7 separate regions of the Mus musculus genome follow, and regions 2, 3, 4, 5, 6 and 7 are each linked to region 1. A link is a contact called in public Hi-C, HiCAR-type and promoter capture Hi-C data. All regions are on one chromosome and are shown on one strand. Each heading gives the region's core, a stretch centred on a gene start, on an enhancer-like site or on the middle of the called end of the contact. The rest is flanking DNA. Distances are from core to core; before and after follow the strand shown. Region 1 holds the start of Mon1b (MON1 homolog B, secretory traffciking associated). Region 2 holds the start of Terf2ip (telomeric repeat binding factor 2, interacting protein). Region 3 holds the start of Cfdp1 (craniofacial development protein 1). Region 4 holds the start of Adat1 (adenosine deaminase, tRNA-specific 1). Region 5 holds the start of Zfp1 (zinc finger protein 1). Region 6 has its middle 24 kb from the start of Gabarapl2. Region 7 has its middle 77 kb from the start of Gm22827.

Evidence for each region. Promoter capture Hi-C pulls out the DNA fragments that hold promoters and counts their contacts. A called contact is a pair of places that touch in the nucleus more often than the background predicts. HiCAR-type assays count read pairs that join an accessible place to other places. Capture Hi-C pulls out chosen DNA fragments and counts their contacts.
Region 2: a promoter capture Hi-C map of liver shows a contact between it and region 1, with 10 times the contacts expected there. The contact joins the promoter of Terf2ip here to the promoter of Mon1b in region 1. A contact is called at or near these places in 7 of 39 promoter capture datasets (cranial neural crest, embryonic stem cells, hematopoietic stem and progenitor cells and 4 more), 15 of 484 Hi-C or Micro-C datasets (B cells, CD4 T cells, CD8 T cells and 10 more), 24 of 115 datasets of contacts at active chromatin or transcription factors (SST interneurons, VIP interneurons, acute myeloid leukemia and 19 more) and 3 of 9 other capture datasets (adipose tissue, liver and macrophages).
Region 3: a promoter capture Hi-C map of adipose tissue shows a contact between it and region 1, with 4 times the contacts expected there. The contact joins the promoter of Cfdp1 here to the promoter of Mon1b in region 1. A contact is called at or near these places in 4 of 39 promoter capture datasets (embryonic stem cells, hippocampal neurons, liver and 1 more), 2 of 484 Hi-C or Micro-C datasets (CD4 T cells and olfactory sensory neurons), 8 of 115 datasets of contacts at active chromatin or transcription factors (the 230-238 cell line, double positive thymocytes, embryonic forebrain and 5 more) and 2 of 9 other capture datasets (adipose tissue and liver).
Region 4: a contact with region 1 is called in a Hi-C map of B cells, with 14 read pairs. The contact joins the promoter of Adat1 here to the promoter of Mon1b in region 1. A contact is called at or near these places in 10 of 39 promoter capture datasets (the 3T3-L1 cell line, the C10 cell line, cranial neural crest and 5 more), 1 of 484 Hi-C or Micro-C datasets (B cells), 11 of 115 datasets of contacts at active chromatin or transcription factors (astrocytes, cardiomyocytes, craniofacial prominence and 8 more) and 4 of 9 other capture datasets (adipose tissue, liver, macrophages and 1 more).
Region 5: a contact with region 1 is called in a HiCAR-type map of astrocytes, with 6 times the contacts expected there. The contact joins the promoter of Zfp1 here to the promoter of Mon1b in region 1. A contact is called at or near these places in 1 of 39 promoter capture datasets (pre-B cells), 1 of 115 datasets of contacts at active chromatin or transcription factors (astrocytes) and 2 of 9 other capture datasets (adipose tissue and liver).
Region 6: a promoter capture Hi-C map of embryonic stem cells shows a contact between it and region 1, with 5 times the contacts expected there. The contact joins the enhancer-like site here to the promoter of Mon1b in region 1. A contact is called at or near these places in 8 of 39 promoter capture datasets (the 3T3-L1 cell line, the C10 cell line, embryonic stem cells and 4 more), 1 of 484 Hi-C or Micro-C datasets (cortical neurons) and 2 of 115 datasets of contacts at active chromatin or transcription factors (embryonic stem cells and regulatory T cell precursor).
Region 7: a HiCAR-type map of astrocytes shows a contact between it and region 1, with 7 times the contacts expected there. The contact joins the enhancer-like site here to the promoter of Mon1b in region 1. A contact is called at or near these places in 4 of 39 promoter capture datasets (the 3T3-L1 cell line, embryonic stem cells, hippocampal neurons and 1 more), 1 of 484 Hi-C or Micro-C datasets (Sertoli cells) and 9 of 115 datasets of contacts at active chromatin or transcription factors (astrocytes, embryonic forebrain, embryonic hindbrain and 5 more).

The regions. Positions count from the first base shown.
Region 1 is chr8:113,634,488-113,637,524 of GRCm38.p6, reverse strand. It overlaps Mon1b (MON1 homolog B, secretory traffciking associated), which reads right to left and starts at 1,726. Exons shown (of 5, transcript NM_173015.3): 1 at 1,256-1,726. The coding sequence starts at 1,403.
Region 2 is chr8:112,010,093-112,013,190 of GRCm38.p6, reverse strand. It overlaps Terf2ip (telomeric repeat binding factor 2, interacting protein), which reads right to left and starts at 1,832. Exons shown (of 3, transcript NM_020584.2): 1 at 1,049-1,832. The coding sequence starts at 1,709. It overlaps Kars (lysyl-tRNA synthetase), which reads left to right and starts at 1,837. Exons shown (of 14, transcript NM_053092.3): 1 at 1,837-1,981. The coding sequence starts at 1,923.
Region 3 is chr8:111,852,794-111,855,594 of GRCm38.p6, reverse strand. It overlaps Cfdp1 (craniofacial development protein 1), which reads left to right and starts at 1,258. Exons shown (of 7, transcript NM_011801.2): 1 at 1,258-1,451. The coding sequence starts at 1,388.
Region 4 is chr8:111,990,972-111,993,752 of GRCm38.p6, reverse strand. It overlaps Adat1 (adenosine deaminase, tRNA-specific 1), which reads left to right and starts at 1,451. Exons shown (of 10, transcript NM_013925.5): 1 at 1,451-1,572. Kars (lysyl-tRNA synthetase) reads left to right here. Exons shown (of 14, transcript NM_053092.3): 14 at 47-314. The coding sequence ends at 145.
Region 5 is chr8:111,641,594-111,644,732 of GRCm38.p6, reverse strand. It overlaps Zfp1 (zinc finger protein 1), which reads right to left and starts at 1,290. Exons shown (of 4, transcript NM_001037665.2): 1 at 1,121-1,290.
Region 6 is chr8:111,963,634-111,966,744 of GRCm38.p6, reverse strand. It overlaps a transcript of Adat1 not described here. Among named protein-coding and RNA genes, the nearest start is that of Gabarapl2, 24 kb to the right of the region's middle. Within about 2 kb of position 1,739, at least 43 of the 459 cell types and tissues checked have an H3K27ac peak or open chromatin away from gene starts, as enhancers often do. A contact at or near this core is called in embryonic stem cells, where this site is marked.
Region 7 is chr8:112,137,788-112,140,641 of GRCm38.p6, reverse strand. No RefSeq gene overlaps it. Among named protein-coding and RNA genes, the nearest start is that of Gm22827, 77 kb to the right of the region's middle. Within about 2 kb of position 1,526, at least 17 of the 459 cell types and tissues checked have an H3K27ac peak or open chromatin away from gene starts, as enhancers often do. A contact at or near this core is called in astrocytes and stem cell-derived neural progenitor cells, where this site is marked.

The DNA.
Region 1 (3,037 bases), core at 477-2,976:
CAACATGTCCTCACTGTCCTTCATTGGCCCCTCCATTATTCCCTTCAGACACTGCCTTCCCAGGCCTTCAAGGCACCCGCCTGCTCTCTGCATGACTACTGGCCTCCTTATTTACAGAGGCTCTTCCTTAACTCCTCTGACGCCTTCTTTATCCCTCTCACGTGTACTTACCCCCCGGTGACCACCATTAAAGTGCCCCCACTGACTCCCCTAACCCTTTTCTACCCGCACCCACATCCACTGATGCCTGCTGATGCCCGGTGACTCTCCAGGCTAACCAGACTCCCAGTGGTGGTCCTTATTTTTCCCATGACAGCCGCCACTGACACCCAGATCGACAGGACTCCTAGCCTTCAGCCACCCCCCCCCCCCAATTCCCTCTGCTGCTACATTAACACCCAAGCAAACACATAAGAGCATCCATGAGCATCCCAGACACCTTAGTCTTCAATAACCTTTACATGACAGTTCTTATTTTCCTCCAGGTCTGGGCCCCCACTCCACCAATGGCCACCATTAACAATCACTAACCCACAAGGTTTTCACGGTTCCCACAGTTTTCCGCCCAGAGTTATCACTTTAAATCCCATAATGAAGCCCCTTGCTTTCTTCCCACCGCCTCTGATGTCTACTGACTCACCCAAGGACAATCATCCATTTGCAACCCCATCTGATTTTTTCACCCTCAAGTGTTTTCCTATGTTCTTAATTGCGTACCGATATTCCCATGTTCCCAAATACCCAAGCAACACGTCTCAATTCCCATCAAGGAACTCCCATCAAGACAACCCTTTTGGGACCCAACTATGCCCCCTTTGTTTCTTTAAGGTGGTACACTCAGGTCAAGTACATTCTAATTTCCTTGCAACAGAAGGGTGTCCCAGGATGTGAGAACACCATTGTTAAAATGGGACTGTTCCGGGCAAACCAGCACAGTCCATCTTCCTAGCCTTGACACTATCACCACCACCACCACCACCACCACCACCACCACCCACCATAGAATACATTTGTAGAGGCACAATGCTGCCCCTTCCGGACAACAGCTGACACCCATTGGCTTCTATGTCATTTCTCAACGATTTCAATTAAGTCAGCAAGTCTGTGTCCAACGACTGACTGAGAGCTATGCCTCAAGCTACTTTCTTGGGTTCCCAAAGACTGCCCACTGGTCTCCCACTGATCTCTTCCCGCTCAGCTAGCAATGACAAGCCCTGGGGGTTTGCTTCCAAGGCTTTATTGAGGGAAGCTATACCTGTGTCCTCCGGGTCCCCATCTCCGGGATCCAGCGTGCTTGCGTGAACCCTTTCACTGTCTCCAGCCTCCTCTCTGGGGAACTGCGTGTCCACCAAGTCCTCCACGCCCCCGGGGGCTGGGACAGCATTATCTCCTCCGGCCTCCATCTGCACATCCCTGGAGAGAAGGGGAATCGAGGGTGATGGGCAGCAACAGAAAACTTCTTACAAGCCTTCAGGGAGCCAGACCCCCCGGATACATTCCTAGTGCGGTTTCCCCTACGGTTTTCGACAGGACGCGACATTCAAAACCATGACCAAATACTTGCACCCTCCGGCACTTTCGGATGGGTGACGCTCCGCTGGGCTTCTGCCAACACGGTACATCAACACCTGTTTCAACCTCTTATCTCAACTGGGTGGACAGCAACACTTTGAGGAGCCGCTGCCGCACCACACTTCCTGGTGTGGTGGGGACTTGCCACACTTCCGGAAGCGACGCCTCCCCGGGACACTTCCGGTTTCACGGCCGTATTGACTCCCCGGAGTGCCAATGGCAGCCACACGCTGCGTTCCCTCACCGTAAGGATAGCGCGGGACTCTCCCGGAACTCTGTGGAATCTGCGCGTCCTTCCACCGGACGCAGCCAGGATCGGCTGTGAAGTGGGGCCAGACCGGCCCACTTCGCGTACCAAGGGCTACCGGCTGAAGGGGGCGCGGCCTGGAAATCTACTAGGTCGAGGGGGCGGGACCTAGTCCCTCTCACCCAATCAAGAGTAGGCTCTCCCTTATGTCCCGCCCCATTCTGGTGGAGCCTCCGCAGATAGTGTGCGCTAATTGGCGAAAGCCACTGCTCATCCCTTGACTGACATCTCCCTGTTTCTAACCGAAACCTCACTCCTGTTCCGGTCTTTGCTGGAATGAGAGAATGCCGAACCAATGAACTCGCGTCCCCAGTATTGAGACAACTTCACGCTCTTTTATTCAATTATAGGGGCAGGGCGGAGCGTATGCTTGACGGACAGCTCTCTTTCCAATCGGAACGTCGCCCGCAGCCCAGTCAGCCTATGGGACTCGGATGCTGAAGCAAGAGGCGGGCTCTGCTGGTGGGACTGACTCTTGGGATTCTGGACTCCGCCAGCCTGCGAGGGGAGCTTACGGAAACAAAAGCAAGCTGCTTAGGGCTAGTGTGTGCGGGCAACACGAGCGCACCCCACTAGCAAGGAGAGGTTCTGTGGGCCGAGCCAACCAGATCGGCAGCCTAATCCAATAGCGGAGTGGGGGGTGTGGTTGTCAGGGACCGCTGCGTTCTGGTTGGCTGAGAATTCTGCCGCACCTACCTCCGGGTATCACCATTGGCTACTATGTATGATGGGCCAGGGGCAGCAACAGCAGTGAGGAATCTTGTGAACAGAAGCACCTAGATGCTCTCTTCCTTAAGGCTGTGGAGCGGGGATAGGTGTATCTAGGCGGCCAGAAGTCGCTCCAAACTAAGTGTTGTTCATTTTGGTTTTGAGTCACAGGCTCCTAATAACCCAGGCTGGCCTTAAACTCGCGATCCTCCTCCCTCACCCTCTATCTGGCCCTAAACCCAAGTCAGAGTAGATTACAGTGCTGCTCCAGCACCTGCCATTGCCTTTAGGTTTAGAATGAGGGTGTGAATATCCCTGTTCTGGACGTCCAGGTCCGTTTTTTAGGTCTTTCTGTACATTGGTCTTTGAGACTGCTTGAAGCCTCGCAGTTTGTGTCTCTGAGTGTTACTATATTATTATCAGAGAAAATAGAGTTAAAATAACAACAAC
Region 2 (3,098 bases), core at 583-3,082, 1.6 Mb after region 1:
ACACACACACACACAGCCCAAATGGAGAAAGCATGCCTTAAAGTCAAAAATGTCTGCCATTTAAGCTGTCAATACTGGTTACAGAAAAGGCAGATATCTTAGCCAGGCATGGTGGCTCAGCTGTGTGATTCCAGCACTCTAGAGACTGAGGTAAGAGGATTGCCTAGACTTGGGAGGCCAGCCTGGCTGTCTCAAAAAACAAACTTACAACACGACCTAAGTAAAAAAAGCGACACCTTTGTACTATACACTAATCACAGCCAGATCTTAACCTCAAGTGCTTAGAAATTCACCTCACCTAAGAAGACCACAAAGCAACTTTCCTCTTTATATAGAAGTACATTCAGTTAAGCCAAAATACGGAAAGTAAACTGACCTGCCATGCCATTCACATAGTTTATATTGAGTAAGACCAGAATATAGGCAATATCTTAAAATGAACGGCCAGGGGCCTTTTCTCAAATAAAAAAGATGGAGGATGAGAAGAAGAGGAGGAGGAGGAGGAGGAGGCGCAAGAAGAGGTGGAGGAAAAGGAGAAAAGGAGAGGAGGAAGGAAGGAAGGAAAAAGGGGGAAGGGAAAATATCTTTGAAATTTCTGAAAACAGAAACAGGTTACCCTGTTACCTCCTGGGTATGGTGGGTAGGAAGGGTAGAAGATTTCCATATATACTGTACTGTGTTCCTTTTGAACACAGAGCCGTTTTTGTAAACTAGTTACTGTTCCGTAGTCTCAGTCACTCCGAAGGCAGGAGAATATTTCAGGCATAGAGTTTGGGGACAGCCTGGGCGACACAGCGAAGAGACTCAAGTTCCCCGCCCTCCCAAACCCAAATCCATCAACGAACAAACATCCAGTCAACGGGAAGGAAAAGTTAAATGAAAAGACAAATTAAAACCAGAAAACAAGGGATAAGAGGAAACGGTGCACTTTCGCTTCGGACCTCAACAGAGAAGAGGGGCTGAGCTATGCCACCCACGGCGCCCAAAAAGACGCTCGCTGACAGGCAGGCAGCCCCGCCCCCCGGAGCCCCGAAGGTGCCGGCCTCACCTCCGCTATCCGCGGCCTCGGGGTCCTGCTCCGCCTTCCGTTTGAGCTTCTGGGAGGACGGGCTGACCGGGGCGTTCCCGAGCAGGTACTTGTGCTCCTGACCCCGTAGGTGCTTGAGGTAGCGGTCCTTGAGCGACTGCCAGGAGTGCTGCGTGAGCGAGCTCTTCTCCATCGCTTTCCACAAGGCATTGCCTGTGACCGAGCTGGGCGAACGGGCGTTCTCCTTCACGTAGGTCAGGATGGCCACATCTTCCGCGTCGGTGTAGGCGATGCGCCCGGTCAGGGGCTGCGGCTCCGGTTCCGTGGAGCCCTCGGTGGAAGCCCCGGGCTTCGGATCGGACGCCTGCTCCGTCAGGCCCAGCCGATAGGCCTCCAGGTCCAGCTTCTCGTTGCGATCCACGCAGTCTAGGATGTACTGCGTGGAGATGAAGTCGCCCGAAGCCTCGGCCAGCGCCTCCCCGGGCTGGGCGAGAAGCACGGCTCCGGGTTCCTGCACCCGACACACGGTGCCGCCGCCGTGCAGGATGAGCGTCGACAGCCGGCGCTTGGCCGAGCTGGGCCGCACGTAAAACGACATGGCGCTGCCGTCTTCTCTCACGAACAGAGTGGAGGAGTGAGTGGGCCCATTGGGGTCTTTACCCAGATCCATCGCCTCCGCCATACCTGTCGCCCCGCTGTACAAGTAAAGCGCAGAAACGACACCACTAAGACGGACTCTCCGCCGGAGGAGCCCAGCACTGCGCCTGCGCAGCGAGAGTCCGGCCGAGGGCCCGCCCTCTTTCCCGGAAGAGGCAGGACTTAGAGCCACGACCTGGAAGTTCTAGTTCTACGCTAGTCATAATTTTTTTTTTTCTGGGTCGGGCCAGTGGGGAAGATGGCCACGCTGCAGGAGAGTGAAGTCAAAGTGGATGGCGAGCAGAAACTAAGCAAGAAGTAAGTGTCGTTGAAGATCTCTAAGTGTCTCTTGTTGCAGTGTTCCGATGGGAAGTGCCTGGAGTTTTCCCGCCAAGGCGACTGTGCCTGGGGTCCCTCTTGTCTTTTCCGGTGGGTGAGCACATGCTGGGACAGAGATGCAGTGCCGTAGAACCTACAGCCTCCAGGATGCCCCAGGAGGATCAACTGCGTGGCTGATGGGTTCCCTGGTCCTAGCCGTAGGGACGAGCATACCTAGGGAAAGCCAGCACAGAAACCGGGAATGGTAGCAAAGAAAAGTGAAACTAACTTTTCCCTACCTTCTAAGAAATGCTCTTTTAATTGAACCACTCCCCCAACGGATAGACTGGAAAATGGTTAAATATCTTTGTTCTTAAAAGAAGAACCTTTACATTATCCTTGGCCTATCCAAGGTTATTCTGCACCTTGGGTGTTAAAAGGGGGTACGTTCTGAAACAATAGTGTACCTACCCATATGTGTCACTCAAAGGATCTGTGACACGGGAGCAAGTGGCCTTATTTAGCGGGATACACCAGGCTCCCTTTGCACTGCTGGGGGTATCTTTGTAAAACACTCCAAATCCCAGAATTGAGTAGGCAGATAAGATTACCCTCCCTTTAACTGGTTGCTTTTAGGACTACACTCTAGTCCACTTGACCCACAGAACACTAGCAATGACTTGAATGTCTTCTTAGTGCCTGGAACTACATAGTACCCTCCAAAGCTGTAGGAAATAACTAGTTTAAGCTGTCACATACCATGGCTGCTTTCGTTAGTACCCTAGCAATAAATAAATCCCCTTATTGATCCCCGAGGGAAATACCAGAAACCTTCTAGATAATAACTGGGTTTCCTTTTTATGGCTGTGTTTCTGCTTTGTGTGGTTTAGAAGGATTTTAAAGAAAATGTTTAAATTTATGGGTTGCAGGCTCCCTGGTTGGTTGTCCTTTGTGTGAGCAGTTTAGTGGATTCCTTAGCGGAGGATGGGTGAGTTTATTAAATCAGTAGTTGGAATTTTGAGTCACAAGCGAAAGAAAGTACCTCAGTTTTCAGGTAATTTAAGGAAGCCTTACTGCTGCTTTCAAGTCACTTTTCTTTCTTTCTTTTCTTTTTTTT
Region 3 (2,801 bases), core at 9-2,508, 1.8 Mb after region 1:
TCCACACTGATATTTTGACGGCTGTGAACTCTTAGGCTGATTCCCATTGCCATCCCATTGGTCAACTCCCACCAGGTTTTACCCACTCATCCAGAGCATTGGTTGGTCCTCCCGATGTCTCTGCTAAAATTTCCTATTGGTTGTTCCTACGGATTTCTCTGCTAAGATTTCCTCATCTTCCTCCTTCATGTGCTCCGAGAGTTCGATTATTCTCAGTACAGTATGCATTATATTCTCATCACAGTTTTAAAAAAATGTGTGTATATATATATATATATAAAGGCGTGCGCCACCACGCCCGGCAGAAGGTGATTTCTGAGGGACTAGGGGCATGGCTCAGTGGGTGAAGGTGCTTGCTGCACTGTACTACATACATGCCTGGTGCCTATTGAGGTCAGAACCAGGGCGGTAGTGAACCGCCATGTTGGGGATGCTAGGAACCAAACCTAGTTTTGCTGCAGAAGCAACAAGTACTGTTAACCTTTGGGCCGTCTCGCCAATCCTCACATACTCACAAATTTAACTGCTTTTCCATCCATCTTTCCCGTTGTTTCAAAAGTGTCAATCTAGCACTTTGTGTAGTGGCTTCCCTCACAGATAAGCGGATTTCCTTTTGTCTTTTAGTGATTATCGGATTGTTGATTCATTAATGCTGAACTTACTGCCAACAGTACTTGTAACTCAGGCCTGAATGTAGCTTACTTAACAGGCCGAGTTTCTCAGGAAAGAGCGTCGCAGTCTTCTTGCGCTTAGAATATTAGACAGAGTTTCGGTAGTGTTCTTGGGAGCAATTTTAGGCAGAAAAAAAAAAAAAACAAACAAAAACAAAAATGCAGGGAAAAGGCACAAAAACTGCATTAAAGAATTCGATTCTAGCGAGAGAATTGAATCAAAAAGGCAGAGCCTCAGCCTTGCTCAAAAGTTGATGGGAACTTTAGCATCTATCTATTCAGCTTTCAGTTTTTACTCGCTGAGCATATCCGGGAGCGACATTTTAATCTCTGATTTTAGAGTTAGAAAAAATATTAGCTTGTGAGCAAATTTCAAAATAAAAAGACAAGTATAAAGAGAAAGTACTATTTCCGCAGATAAGCCATTCTCCATTAAGGACGCACGGTACCGTTGAAAACTACAAGCCCCAGCATGCATCGCTTCTGAGAGGTGGGGGTCCGGAATCCCACAAGGGCCCGGTGAGTGTAGACTGACCAATCGCAGCAGCCGGAAGTGTCGTCTCTGACCACGTGGCACTGCCTGCGCATGTGCGCTCGCCTCTAGGGCGGCCCTAGCTGCTGGTCCTGTACCCCTATGGTCTCGCCCTATATCTAGCTTCGCTATTTTGGGGCAGTGGCCGCAGTCGTGTGGGTAGCAGGCCCCAAGTGACAGCAGCATGGAGGAATTCGACTCCGAAGACTTCTCCACATCGGACGAGGATGAGGACTACTTGCCGTCCGGTGAGCGATTCGGCCTGAGGCGAAAGGAGGGTGGTTTCCACGCTTCACACCTCACTCGAGACTCTCCCGGACGGTCCCCAGGGCGTGGGCCTCGTGATCGCGAGGTCCCCACGGCCCGTGGGCTCCGGAGTTCGGGTTATCAGGACCCCGGCCCTCAGGCGGCCTGGAACACGCATGTGTCGGTTCTGCATAGCTGCTGTCCTGGGCCGCCGCCCCCTCGGAGCGCGGGAACAGGCGCGTGAAGCCCGCAGGCTGAGCGTACTACCTACCTACCGGCTGGTTCTGGAAGCCGACCCGGACATTGGAGATTGTTTTTAGGGAATTGCCAGCTTCCTTCACGTCCGAAACTCAATTGTCCGCCTCTGGGTTCGGAAGGGATCGGCTTGTTAGAAAGTTGATGTGATAATGTGTTTTCCCTCTTTGCAGGAGCTACCCATCGTCCTCTTTTAAGAACTTTTTCAAAAGTTTTATTTTTAGAGATTTTATGGCACGTATATCAGTGTTTTTTCCTGAATGTCTGTCTGTCTCTGTACATCATGTGTGTGCCTAGGGCTTCTGGGACTGGAGTTACAGGTGGTTGTAGAGCTGAGTCGTCTCGCCAGCCCCTTATTATTTTTGTGTATGTATGGCGGTGCATTCAGGTGGCCAAAGAGGACAGAAGGGGGTATCGGGTCCCCAGGTGAAGGAGTTACACTCAGTTGTGAGCCGCCCGACTCTGGAACCAAAGTCAGATCCTTTGGAATGAAGCGCACACTCTTTTTTTTTTTTTTTTTTTTTTTTTTTTTTTTTTGAGACAGGGTTTCTCTATAGCCCTGGCTGTCCTGGAACTCACTTTGTAGACCAGGCTGGCCTCGAATCCACCTGCCTCTGCCTCCCAAGTGCTGGGATTAAAGGCATGCGCCACCACGCCCGGCTGAAGCGCACACTCTTAATGGCCTAGCTATCTTTTTTTTCTTGGGGTGCGGTAGAGGAGCACACTAAGAATCCAGCTTATGCGAGGTCCAGACAAATCTTTTAAACATTTATGTGTGTGAGTGTTTTGCCTACATGCACATCTATTTGTATGTATCTACATGTATATTTAGTGTCTTCAGAGCCTAGAATAGGTATTAATATCCCCTGGAAGTCGAATTATAGACGATTGTGGACCCTTGAATCGGGGCTAGGGATTGTAAGTGGACCCTTTGAAAAAGCAACCCGTGTTCTTAACTTCAGCCAGTATGTCTTTTTTGTTTTGTTTTGTTTCGAGACAGGGTTTCTCTTTGTAGCCCTGGCTATCCTGGCACTCACTCTGTAGACCAGGCTGGCCTTGAACTCAGAAATCCGCCTGCCTCTGCCTCCCGAGTGCTG
Region 4 (2,781 bases), core at 202-2,701, 1.6 Mb after region 1:
GATGCTCTGCTCTTCTCAGGAAGTGCTTCTCTTTCCTCTTCTCTAGGAAGTACTTCTGTTTCCTGCCATGAAGCCAGAGGACAAGAAGGAAACTGCAGCGACCACTGAAACCCCAGAGAGCACAGAGGCCAGCCCCTCTGTCTAGAAGGCACATGCAACTATGGTGTCTGCATCTCAGCAGATCTGGTCTGAGGGAGCGATTCCTGTGTGGCGCCGTCCATCTGGCCACTGCAGTCCAACCTCCACAAGAGAGAAGAACTAAAGAAGTTCTTTTTATTCCTCGTTACCAAATAAATCATTTCTCTCTTTACCCATGCAGTGTTACTTTTTCTCCCCCGGGCTGCTGGTCTGATGAGTGGTCTAATTAGAGCTCTGTCATTGTATTCTTTTTAAGATTTATTTTTATTATCAATTGTGTGTGTGTGTGTGTGTGTGTGTGTGTGCATTTAGAGTGCAGGTGCCCTGAGGCCAGAGATGTTGGGTCCCTTAGAGCCAGAGTTACAGGCACTGTAAGCTGCCCAGCACGGAGGCTGAAAAACGAAGGTCAGCCCCATGGGAGCAGGGTGTGCTCTTAACTCCTAAGCCAACTTCTCGGCCCCACCTGCAGTCAGAATCTCTAATAAATGTATATTAATGTCTGTCTATTCAGTATGAGCCATTGTGCTGAAATACTGGAAACAACCAGAGAACAAAAGTCAAGTCACTTCTTCCATAAAAATCCCTTTTATTTTCTTTAGGGCTTGAGTGCAGAGTTGAGGGAGAACCAGACCAGATCCAGTGCAGGTTCCTTTTGGCTGGAGGCAGACTTAGACTGCAGTACAGGAGACATGGCTCAGTGCTGCAAGGGATTGATGCTCTTACAGAGGACCAGGCTTCAGTACCCAGCACCCGTGTGTCAGGCAGCTTGCAACCGTGATCCAGTTCCCAATACCCTTTTCTAGCTGCCTTGGGCATTTGCATGCACATATGTGCACAAATTGACAATTGATACAGGCACACGCACATAAATCTTTTAAAATATATACATGCATATATGTCCATAAGACTGTATTTGAAGAGCCGGGCAGTGGTGGCTCATGCCTTTAATCCCAGCACTCCGGAGGCAGAGGCAGGTGGATTTCTGAGTTCGAGGCCAGCCTGGTCTACAGAGTAAGTTCCAGGACAGCCAGGGCTACACAGAGAAACCCTGTCTCGAAAAAAAAAAAAAAAAAAAAAGAAACGATTTGAAGAATAACAATGGGTTATGAGAGAAATGAGTGAGGGCCAGGTCATCCAAGCCCATGACTGAGGTGAGAAACTGTCAGAGGATCTGCTTATAGTTCTGTTCAAAATTTTGATGAGATGCGAGCTAAGTCGGTCTTTGCTGCGGAGGCGGCTTCCTCCCCTTTGCACCGTTCCCACAGACTACAAAGACCAGCGTGCTTTGCGGGCAGAGCTTGACCGGAGCGGCCCTCTAGGGCGTCACTTCCGCTGCGCAACCTGGTTAAACGAGCGTGGCGGTAGAGGGGCATCGCGTGGAGGTTGCGGCGCGTGGATAATAGGGTGTGAGGGACTCCGGATCGGCGTCTCGGGGTTAGCTCTACACAGTTGGCCGAGGGGAGGGCGGTGGGGGGAGACTGTGAGGACCTGTGTCCACTGCTCCCACGGGGAGGGGTCTCAGCCCTGCTAGGCTCTCCAGCCCTGCGGTAGGAAGGGTGGGAAAAGAAGTGTTTGTTTGTTTTTTCAACCTTTGCACTGTTATTTTTAGCCAAAGCAATACCTGTTGTGAGCTGCTTCGTATGAAGGAGCCCTGGGGTTGTAGAGATGAATTACAGCGGACCCAAAATATCGAAACGTTCGACAACTGCGTGAATGACGTGATGTAGTTTGGACCGCTTCGTCCCCTTGTTTTGTAGTTCTAATGTGTACCTCGAATTTAATGGCAGATGGCTACCTTCATAAAATAAACTTCTGTGATGCCTATCAGGAACTAACAGGATTCTGGGATTCCTTCTAGAAATACAAGACTTCTCTGCGTTAGACTTGAAAGTTACAATCTCTGTCAGCCCCTGCCAGAATAGTCATTACCATTTACTGCAAAATGTGCCTGCATTTTGCAGAAGTCTTAGAAATACCTTGCCAAAACATCGCATCAGAGCTCAGAAAAAAAACAAACTAACAAAAAAAACAATTCTGTTGTTTATTCTACAAATGCTCTGCCATCTCTAGCCATCGCGTGAGCTCATCTACGGAGCTTTTTATATAATCGACTGAAGTCGAGCTATATCCAGTGAGCGCTAACAGCCAAGAGTGAGAGAATTTCTTCTGCCAACTGTAGGCCTCTTTCAGATCTGATCTGCATAATGTTCTGTTAGGTTGTATGGAAGTGGCTTGGTGTGCCCGTTACATTGCTTCTCTTCTGCCACCAATACAAATTTCCCAGATCACCAAATGTTGTATCTTCTGAATGCTAATCACAGTATATAGACATTTGCCTTTTTAAGTATTTATAAGAGATGTTAAATACTAGCTAGGTGGCACGTGCCTTTAATCCTAGCACAAAGGAGGCAGAGGCAGGTGATCTCTGTGCGTTCCAGGGCACCCAGGTCTACAGAGCAAGTCCTAGGACAGCCAGGACTGTTACACAGAAAAGCCCTGTCTAGAAAAAAAAATGTTAAATACTATTAGTCATGTTTTAACAGATGTGAAAACTAATTACCCAGGAATCACACAGTTCATCTGTATTAAAACTGAGATTGAAACCTAGAAAGTATAACTCCATGCCCACACCCTTAAACACAG
Region 5 (3,139 bases), core at 41-2,540, 2.0 Mb after region 1:
TTTGTAGAAATCCGCCTGCCTCTGCCTCCCAAGTGCTGGGATTAAAGGCGTGCGCCACCATGCCCGGCAAGAAATCATTTTAACCTCAGTAGTCTGTCACTTTTCTGTTCTTATAGCCACTTTAATGACTGTCTGCTGTGCCAGGAAACCGCAAAAGCTATGCCCAGCTGCCGTGAAGAACAGACTGTGTTCAAACAATAAGAAACCACAAGAACTGTGCCCTGCTGCCCGTGAAGAGAACACTGTGTTTAAGAGATAAGGAAATGTACTTTTGCTTAGCTTTCATTTCAAAGAAACGGGGGTTGGAGGTTCGGGATTACTGGAATTTATGTAACCATGGATTTTTTTTTTTAGAAAATGATTAACAGCGGTAAAAAGATTTAATGAATAAATCTTTAGTAAATAAAAGACTGGGTTCAGTTTCTGACAAGAGAACACATGAACTGACAGCTTGTATCCACTACTGACTCATATATTATTCAGTCAGCACCACTCCCACTCACCCCTTTCTCAGGACCATCCTCACCTCAAGCTGAGGCTGGACCTCGGCAACATACTTATATGAAAACTTTTACCCAAGCTAAACAGAAAAGTCAATATTAGAAAAAAAGAAAAGCCAATGTTAGGAAAAAAAAAAAGAAAAAGAAAAATCTGTTATACTGACGCTCAAACCGGAAGTAACGGGATAGACGTGATAATTCCGTGACAATATAACTGGAAACACCAGACACCAGGAACAAGGAGGTTCCAGGAGCCCGCAAAGCCACCGTGGGGGCGTGGCTAGCACCGTGAGCCCCGCCCCCACACCCTCGTGGAGGGTCAAGCGCGCGCCCGCCCGCCAGGCTTCCAGACTCGCCCCCGCGCGGCCTGAGCCCCGCGACGGCCAGCAGTGGCGCGTCTCCCCCCAAAGGGAGGCTGAGCCCGGGAGCTGCCCGTCCTCCTCCGACCCCACACACGCCGACCGCGAACAGCCCATAGGGACCGACTCTCAGAAGAGCTCGAGGCCCGACCCTACGCCCAGGGGTCGCCGCGGCCCGCAAGGCGTCGAAGTTGAGACTCCCACTCCGGCGCAGACGCGACCTTCCTCCCGGGCCCGCGCATCCCGGCCTTGCAGACATACCTGGAGGGGTCTAGCCTCCACTCGCGGTTCCGGGTCACGAGGCTCGCGGAGAAGGGGGCTCTTGTCACCCACTCGCGACTGCAGGTGGGGGAAGGGCGAGCGCTAGCGCTTTTGCGCAAGCGTGCACCTTGTGGAGCGAGCGGCCGTTCCCAGAGTCCTCGGAGCTGTGACGCTGAGGTGTAGGACTACAATTCCCATAATGCCTCTGAGCCGCGCTGCTAGGAACTCTGGGAAACGTACGCATTATTAGTTGGGTAGGGACCGTTTTTTCCAAGTTAACAGTCTGGTTTGTGTTACGGTCCCTTTCATCTTCCTGTGCTGTTAAAAACCCGGATTTGGAGTAACTGATTAAAACTTTCAACAACAAAATATGTGCGTTAAAGCAAATCTCAACCGCACTGGAAGCACACACCTTTCTGGGTGTGGTAGTGCACGCCTTTAATTCAAGCTAGTGAGAAGTAGAAGCAAGCAGAGATCCCTGGGAGTTGGAAGACTTAGAAAGTCTCAGTCCAGTCAAGGCTACAAAGTGAGATCCCCGTGTTACACCCACCCAGACACACACATTACCACTACCACCATTTTCCTTAACCTCTCGGCTCTACAGTTACTTTTGGAAGCACTGGCACAAATAACCCCATGTTTGTTGGTTTGAGACAGGGTCTTGTCAAGCCTAGGCTGGCTTCAAACTAATGATCTTCCTGTTTCAGCTCCCTGCTTACTGGGTTCTGGAGAGGGGAGGAAGCTAAGTAAACTCACTTCAGATACAAAAGCTTCAAAATGAAAGCTTCATTTTCTGTATGGGGCAGCCAGTTCTGGATCTGAACCTCGTCCCCCAAGGGAGACTGCACTGCAGGATGGGAACACAAAGGGGGGCGGGGAGGGGCTGTTGCAGTGACTAATCATATTTTGACACAAGGAGTTAAGGAAGTTTAACATTGGTGGTTGTGCCTTATCCTGGTTTCAATGTCCTGAGTCAGCTTTTGCAGTCAAGTCCCCTCCTGGACTCTGACCTGGCATTTAGAATGATAAGGGAACTGCACGTAGTCCGTTAAATCACGACAGGAAATAAATACACTTACTATTTGCATGCCTTAGTTAGATAATGGGATAATGGCAAAACCCCCTTTTTATATCCATTACTGGTTAACACACAGACATGAAACACCTGAAGAAGCAGGATAGGAGTTGATTCTGGGATCTGGGAACATGAACTCAGTTTTGGCCCTGCCAGCAAGATGGAACTTGTTTCTGAGATGGTTAGACTCATGAAATGTCTCCTAACAGGCGAACGGTACCATGCTCAGTATGATTTTATTTCTGTTTTGACCGTGATTATGAACACTGCATAGCTGCATGCATATGGTGCACATCCATACATATAATAGTCAAAACACTCATGCACATAAAATCGTAAAAATTTGTTGTTGATGATAATTTTAACTTTGCATAAAATATACACAAAACTATTTCTGAGGCATGGGGGGGTCAGGAAGGAAAGGAACGGGGATAGAATTGATCCCAGTGCTCAGAAGTAGAGCAGCAGGAGTAGGTGAAGGCTGATCTGGGCTATGGGAGACTGCCCCTCACATAGAGGGGGAGTAATCTCTAATCTCTCTAATCTCAGCACTTGGGAGACTGAGGCAGGGTCACTGCTATGAGTGTGATACCAACCTGGGCTGCTACACAGTGAGTTCTAGGCTAGCCTGGGATAGAGAGTTGAAGACCAATCTCAAAACTAGAGCTGGAGCCTGCTGTGGTGTGCTCAATTTTAATCCCAGCACTCAGGAGGCAGACACCATTGAATCTCTGTGAATTTGATGCCGTCTTAGATTGCATAGTGAGTTCCAGTACAGCCAGGGCCATGTAGATTCTTCTTAAAAAAAAAAAAAAAAAAAAAGCACCACCACCAGCAAAAGCAGGGCTGGAAGGTGGTTCAGAGGATGACGGTGCTTGCCAACAAGCCTGACGCCTTGAGTAGCAGCCCTGATCCTCCACATGGTGGAAGAAGAGAACCATTTC
Region 6 (3,111 bases), core at 490-2,989, 1.7 Mb after region 1:
GCCTAGCAAGTTGCAGTAAGACTAGACAAGGCAACCCAAACCCAGTAGGAAGAAAGGGTCTCAAAGAGTAATATATTTTTACTCCTAAAGTTATAATCTGTCAAGTTTACTCACACCCTTAGTCACTGGCATCTGGGTAGAAAACACTGAAGGCTAACCACTAAAGGCAACTTCCCTTGAGCTTCACTTACTGTCTCAAAGCGCTAAAGGTGGTATTTAAACATCCAACAGCCTGCATCCTAGTTTATGCTCTTAAAACCCAAGTTTACACTGGGGGGTTGGGGTGCATGCCTCTAATGCCAACACTTGGAGTTCCATGTCAGCCAAAGCTGTCTGTCAGAGACAGAGAAACCCTGTCTCATAAAGCCCCAAAAAAGAAAAGTTTAGAATTGTATGTATGCCTTAACATCACATCTCTGTAATCCTGGCAAGTGCTTGCTTGCTTGCTTGCTTGGTCTCAGACTGTGTCTTCTGAAACCTAGGCTGCCCTGGAACTCCTTATCTTCCTAAAATCCCAAGCCAGAAAGCAGCCCTCTCCATAAGTTATCCCACGTATCCTGTTTATCCTCAGTCAGGCAACATTGTCCAGTGTGAGCCTTGGGCCAAACCCATGAAGACCTCTAGAGAAAAGGTGGCTCTGATTATCATTTGACCTGTGTCCCTCCTGTGTCCTCTCTGGGCCCTGGCTGCAGCAAACCTGGTTTCTTTGGTAAAATCAGAGAATATGAGGACATTCATGCGTGTCCCCACTCCCCATCCATCCACTCCACTGGTGCCCATAGACCACCACCAGGAACAGGACGGCCAGCAGGACCCTTTGCCCCATCTCATCAGAGAAACTAGGAAGGGCCTTCCATATGGTAGGCAAATGCTCCAGCCCAACCACCAGTGCTACCCCACCCAGGGGTCTTTTTTAATTAATGTGAAGGATTTTATATTTTAAACTGTAGAAAAACTAGAAGCCCCTCAGAAATGAAGCTGCACAGGAATTGGAACAGCAACTCTAACCCATGCGTAATTCCACAAAATTGTGTCTTCAACTAAAAAAAAAAAAGGCAAATTTGGCTCTGGAGGAAAGATTACATTTACGTGTGTGCCTAAATAGGGTCTAATGTTATGACTCTGCGTGTGTGTGTGTGTGTGTGTGTGTGTGTGTGTGTGAGAGAGAGAGAGAGAGAGAGAGAGAGAGAGAGAGAGAGAGAGAGTTTTCCTCAGAATTTTCAGAACCTAATCTGATTCAGCCGTGTCTGCCACCACCTGTGTGCGCACATAGTTCTTCTTCAGGATGGAGGGATGCCACGTCAAATGCCATGCTTTATGGATTCCCCAGTGCCAGGCATGAGCTCACTGAGGAAGTTGCTGTGGAGAAGAAGGGGCTGCCCTGGTTGCCAGCTGGAGAGGTGCAGGCCCCCTGTCTGACCTGCTTGTGTCTGTGGCTGCTGGAAAGCTGCCTCCACCCAGACCTAGAACAAGGTTCCTAAGCCAGAGTTTTCCAGTTTCTAAACAACAGCCATCCTGCCACCAATAAAACCAGAACTTGTGTATCGTGTCTGTGTGTGTGTGTGTGTGTGTGTGTGTGTGTGTGTGTGTGTGTGTGTGTGTGTGTGTGTGTGTGTGTGTGTGTTTGTTCAGGAGCCCAAGCAAACCTTCCCAAAGGCACTGAGCTGGCTAACCAAAGGGAGTGGCTAGATTCAGAAAGAGCCAGGCAGGCTCCGGATGTACAGCCACACCATCCTGACTGTGCCTGAGCTCAGAGCCAGGGAGGCCGAGGTCGAGGAGAGAAAGTATTTTCTGAGCAGAATAGTTCATTGTATACCTCATTTTGCAGAATCATAGTTGCCTTGACTTTACACACAAATCTTTTTAAAAACATTAAAAAAAAAAAAAAAAAAAAAAAAAGCAAGCTAGGCAGTGTTGGTGCGTGCCTTCAATTCCAGCTGATAAAAGTTGAAGGCCAGCCTGGTCTACAGAGCTAGTTCCAGGACATTCAGGGCTACCTTCTATCCTGAGAAACAAAAGCAAAACCAAAAAACCGAAATTAAAACTAGCTGTGTCTGTAACTGAACCAGCCTGTTTCCCTGTAAAGCCATCCAAGTAGATCCCAAATGATTTTCAGGTGGTCCTGTAGCCCAAAGGACAGAGAGAAATGAGTCAGAGACGCTTCAGAGCTGGAGTAGGCAGCCTTTTTAGTCAGTATTTATTTAGACTGGGGACAGTGGGTGGGAGGCAGCACTTGGTAATGCGTGCAAGTTGCTACTTTCAGTCTCCTGCACTAGGAAAAACAAAACCACACGTTGCTTGGTTGGTAGTGTTTGTTTGTTTGGTGATGTTTTGGGAGGAGGCCCCCCGCTGGCCTCTAACTCTGTGATGTTCCCATCCTAGTTTCCCCAAACTGCTGTTACAGATGGGTGCTACCATGCCTGGCCAACAGTCAGGGTTTTACTTAGGGTATTAAATAGAGGAATGCAGATCTTGTGGAAGTTTATGAAGGTCTACAGTTTTCTGTGCTCCTTTTTTTTTTGTTGTTTTTTTAAATGTAATTATACCTCAATTTAGAATGTGTTAGAAAAAAAGTCCTTATTACTTGGAATCAGAATAAATTTGAGTACAGCCATGGATGCAAATGACATGATAGTACCAACTCTGCCACCAACAACCAGCTGTATGCTGGGAAGGCATTTAACCTTTGACTTGTGACCTCCATTCTGTTCTACAAAAGCAAGTACCAGCAACTAGGCTGCGCAAGTGTTTTCAAGTGTAGGGTAGGCTTTCTCATTTTTTTAAAAAGTTGTGTGCTGCGAATCAAACTCAGCATCTTTCCGCATGCTAAGCAAGCACTTGGCTCAGAGCTTTCCCTAGTTCCACTTTTTAGCATCTCTTAATTGGGTGGGGTGTGGCATTACATACCTTAGATTCACACATAGGAGGCAGAGGCAGGCATACCTCTGAGTTCAAGGCCAGCGTGGCCTACGGAGTTCAGTCCATCCAGAGCTAAGGAGTAATACCCTGGCTCAAAAACGGAGGCAGAAGAAACCTCTTAATTGCCTAAGTAAAGCACTGGGGAATTTTCCTCAATGTAAAGGCCTGCTGTTGAATGGAAGACACTCTGAT
Region 7 (2,854 bases), core at 277-2,776, 1.5 Mb after region 1:
GTGCCAAATGAACCTCATACATTCTAACTTCTGTTATTTGTCTGTTTCCTGAGAGTAAAAACACACGTGGAGGTCAGAGGACATTGGGAAAAATTGGTTTTCCTCTTCCACCATGATGGTCCCAGGGCTTACAGTGAGGTTGTCAGGCTTGGCAGCAAACCCTTACCTGTAGAGCCACCTTACTGACACACACTCTAGCTGATATATTTATACCAAAGGAAATGAGCAGAGCAATCAGAGAAGAGGCTGCAGCCATGATGATAGTCGTGAAGCCCCAGTCAGAAAGGACATTGTGAAAATGACGTCACGCCATTGGGACCATTGAGAGATGATGCTTTAGGATGAAGACATCTCTTCTAAGGGTGAAATTAGGTGCCGAAGGCTGCTTGACGAGGCGGGGTGGAAGCATAGACCAAAGAAGGCCCATTGCATTTAGTGACATGGAAGTCACAGCTCGCCTCAGCAGTCAGAGAGAAGCATTACAGCCACCCACAGAAGACAGGATCTCAGGAAACCAAGCCCAGAACCCATGGGAAATCAATAATGTGGAGAGCTTAGCTCTGAGAACAGATAGTGCCGGTTTTTAAATCACGGGCATATTGATCTCCCACGGAGGTGGGGAAAAGAGCTGGCACAGCAAGACCCATCCCCTTCCGATGTCACCTTAAAAACAAGCCTCGGAACAACTGGGTTCCGCCTAGCCAAAAAATAAAAAAAATAAAAAAGCCCCTGAGAATTGGAGAATAGGTTGTCCTTCCCTAAGTAACTCATTCTTCTTTTTAACCCTAGCTTTCCTAACTAATGCCCTCAAATCCCAGGTAAATCTCCCACACTGCAGGCTATTTTAGCGCCATAATCTCTCCATGCTGCAACCAGCGGTCTCTTCAAAGGAGAGTCAAGTTTTCTGTGCATTGAGCAGAAAAGTCAAAATAGGTGTCAGACGGGTAACGGATATGACTCTATTTCTTCATCGCTGATACTGAAAGCCCACCTAGTCCATCATTTACCACATCTTCGTGACGATGCCTGGCACCACTTGTCATTTGCTAATTGCTGCGTCCTGAATATTATTCTTCATGTCACTTTTCTGTATCTGTTTCTCTTGAAGTTACACTCGGGTGTGCTGTCTTAAACAAACATCAGATCATCTCCTCAGAGCTCTGACATCTCCAAGATGACAGTATCCCAGAATACAGAAGCAGGAAACCCATAATAAACAGTAACAGAAGTCTCCACGGCAGTGACCAGTGAGGCTCTGCTCTTTCTTTACCCTGAGTATGTTTTATGCTAGAGTTGTTATTTCCAGATCTCCCTATGTGAGGGAACTCAATAAACTAGTTGATCTCCCAATTAGAAGACTCAATCATGTGAAAAGAAGAGATTCCCAGTACTTAATTTGATCAAATAAAAACACCACACATATCTGTACCAGGCCCCAGACCTTAGCACAACTGATGCCATGTGGCCTCAGAACCCAGCACGCAGACAGCAACGTGTGCCAAATTCAGAACAAAGACCTAGTCCGTGTGCCAAAACAAAAACAAAGGCCGAGTCAGCAGTCCCAGGACTCAGCTGGGAAAGTCCCTAAATGTACCAACCTTGCCTTTTGGCTTCTGTAGTTCCACTGCTCGCTAACTGTTCTTGTTAACTGAAGTGTGTCAACCCCAAGATGTGGTTTTTGTGCTTAAAAAGCCAAGGACAGCAAGCCTTGGGGCTGCGTGACTTGGGTGAGTTCGCCATGCTGGCTGACAATATAGACTCTTCTAGAGAGCTTTTAAGAGCCTGTGAGTTCTCTGAAGGAGCTACCTCACAACACATCCTTTCTATTTTCTTCACTGTTGTCCCCTGCACATAGTAGAAATCTGATTAAAGCTTAGTCGGTTGGCTGGTGAGAAGGCTCAGCAGGTAAAGGCACGCACTTTCTGTACAAACCTGAGAACCTGAGCTTGATCCCAGGAATCCACAGTAGAGGGGAGAATTGACTCCCAAGTTGGCTTTTACCCAAACACACACCATAGCACTCTCCCTCTCCCCTTCCCCCTCCCCCTCTCTGTCTGTCTCTCTCTCTCTTTCTCTCTCTCCCCCTCCCCCTCTCCCTCTCTGTCTCCCTCCCCCTCTCCCCTTCCCCTTCCCCTTCCCCTTCCCCTCTCCCCTTCCCCTCCCCCTTCCCCTCTCCCCTCCCCCTCCCCCTTCCCCTCTCCCCTTCCCCTCCCCCTTCCCCTTCCCCTCCCCCTCCCCCTTCCCCTCCCCCTCTCCCTCTCTGTCTCCCTCTCTGTCTCTCTCTCTGTCTCTCCCCCTCCCCCTCCCCCTCTCTGTCTCTGTCTGTCTCTCTCTCTCTTTCTCTCTCTCTGTCTCTCTCTCTCTCAAAAGCCTAGTGATTAAGTGCATGGAAGCATTTTCACAAATCTGAGACGGTGTGTGATCTTCTAAATGTGTCCAACCTTTTGGCTTTGAGGCACAACTTTGTCATCTACAAAGTTTGCACACAATAGAGTCATTTTAAGAAATCACATAGCAAAAAAAGTCTCATAATGTTTTAAGTAAGTTTAAGATCTTGTGTTCGGTCACAGTCATAGCTCCCAGAATGCTTAGGCCACAGGCTGAACATGCCTGGTAGTTAAGAGAGAATATTTACGGAAGAAAATGACTCATTGTGTTTTTTTGTTTTTTTTTTTTTTGCTTAAAGACATGTGATTTGTTTACACTAATAGTATGTCACGGAATGTCTAAGATGAGGGAGATAGTCCACGTGCATCATATGTGTTGTTCAGTAAGGCATCCATTAGGTCTATGTAACCACTGAGGTCTTTGTGAAGGCATCGACTCTTGAGGAACAGCTCTTATCATTTTATTT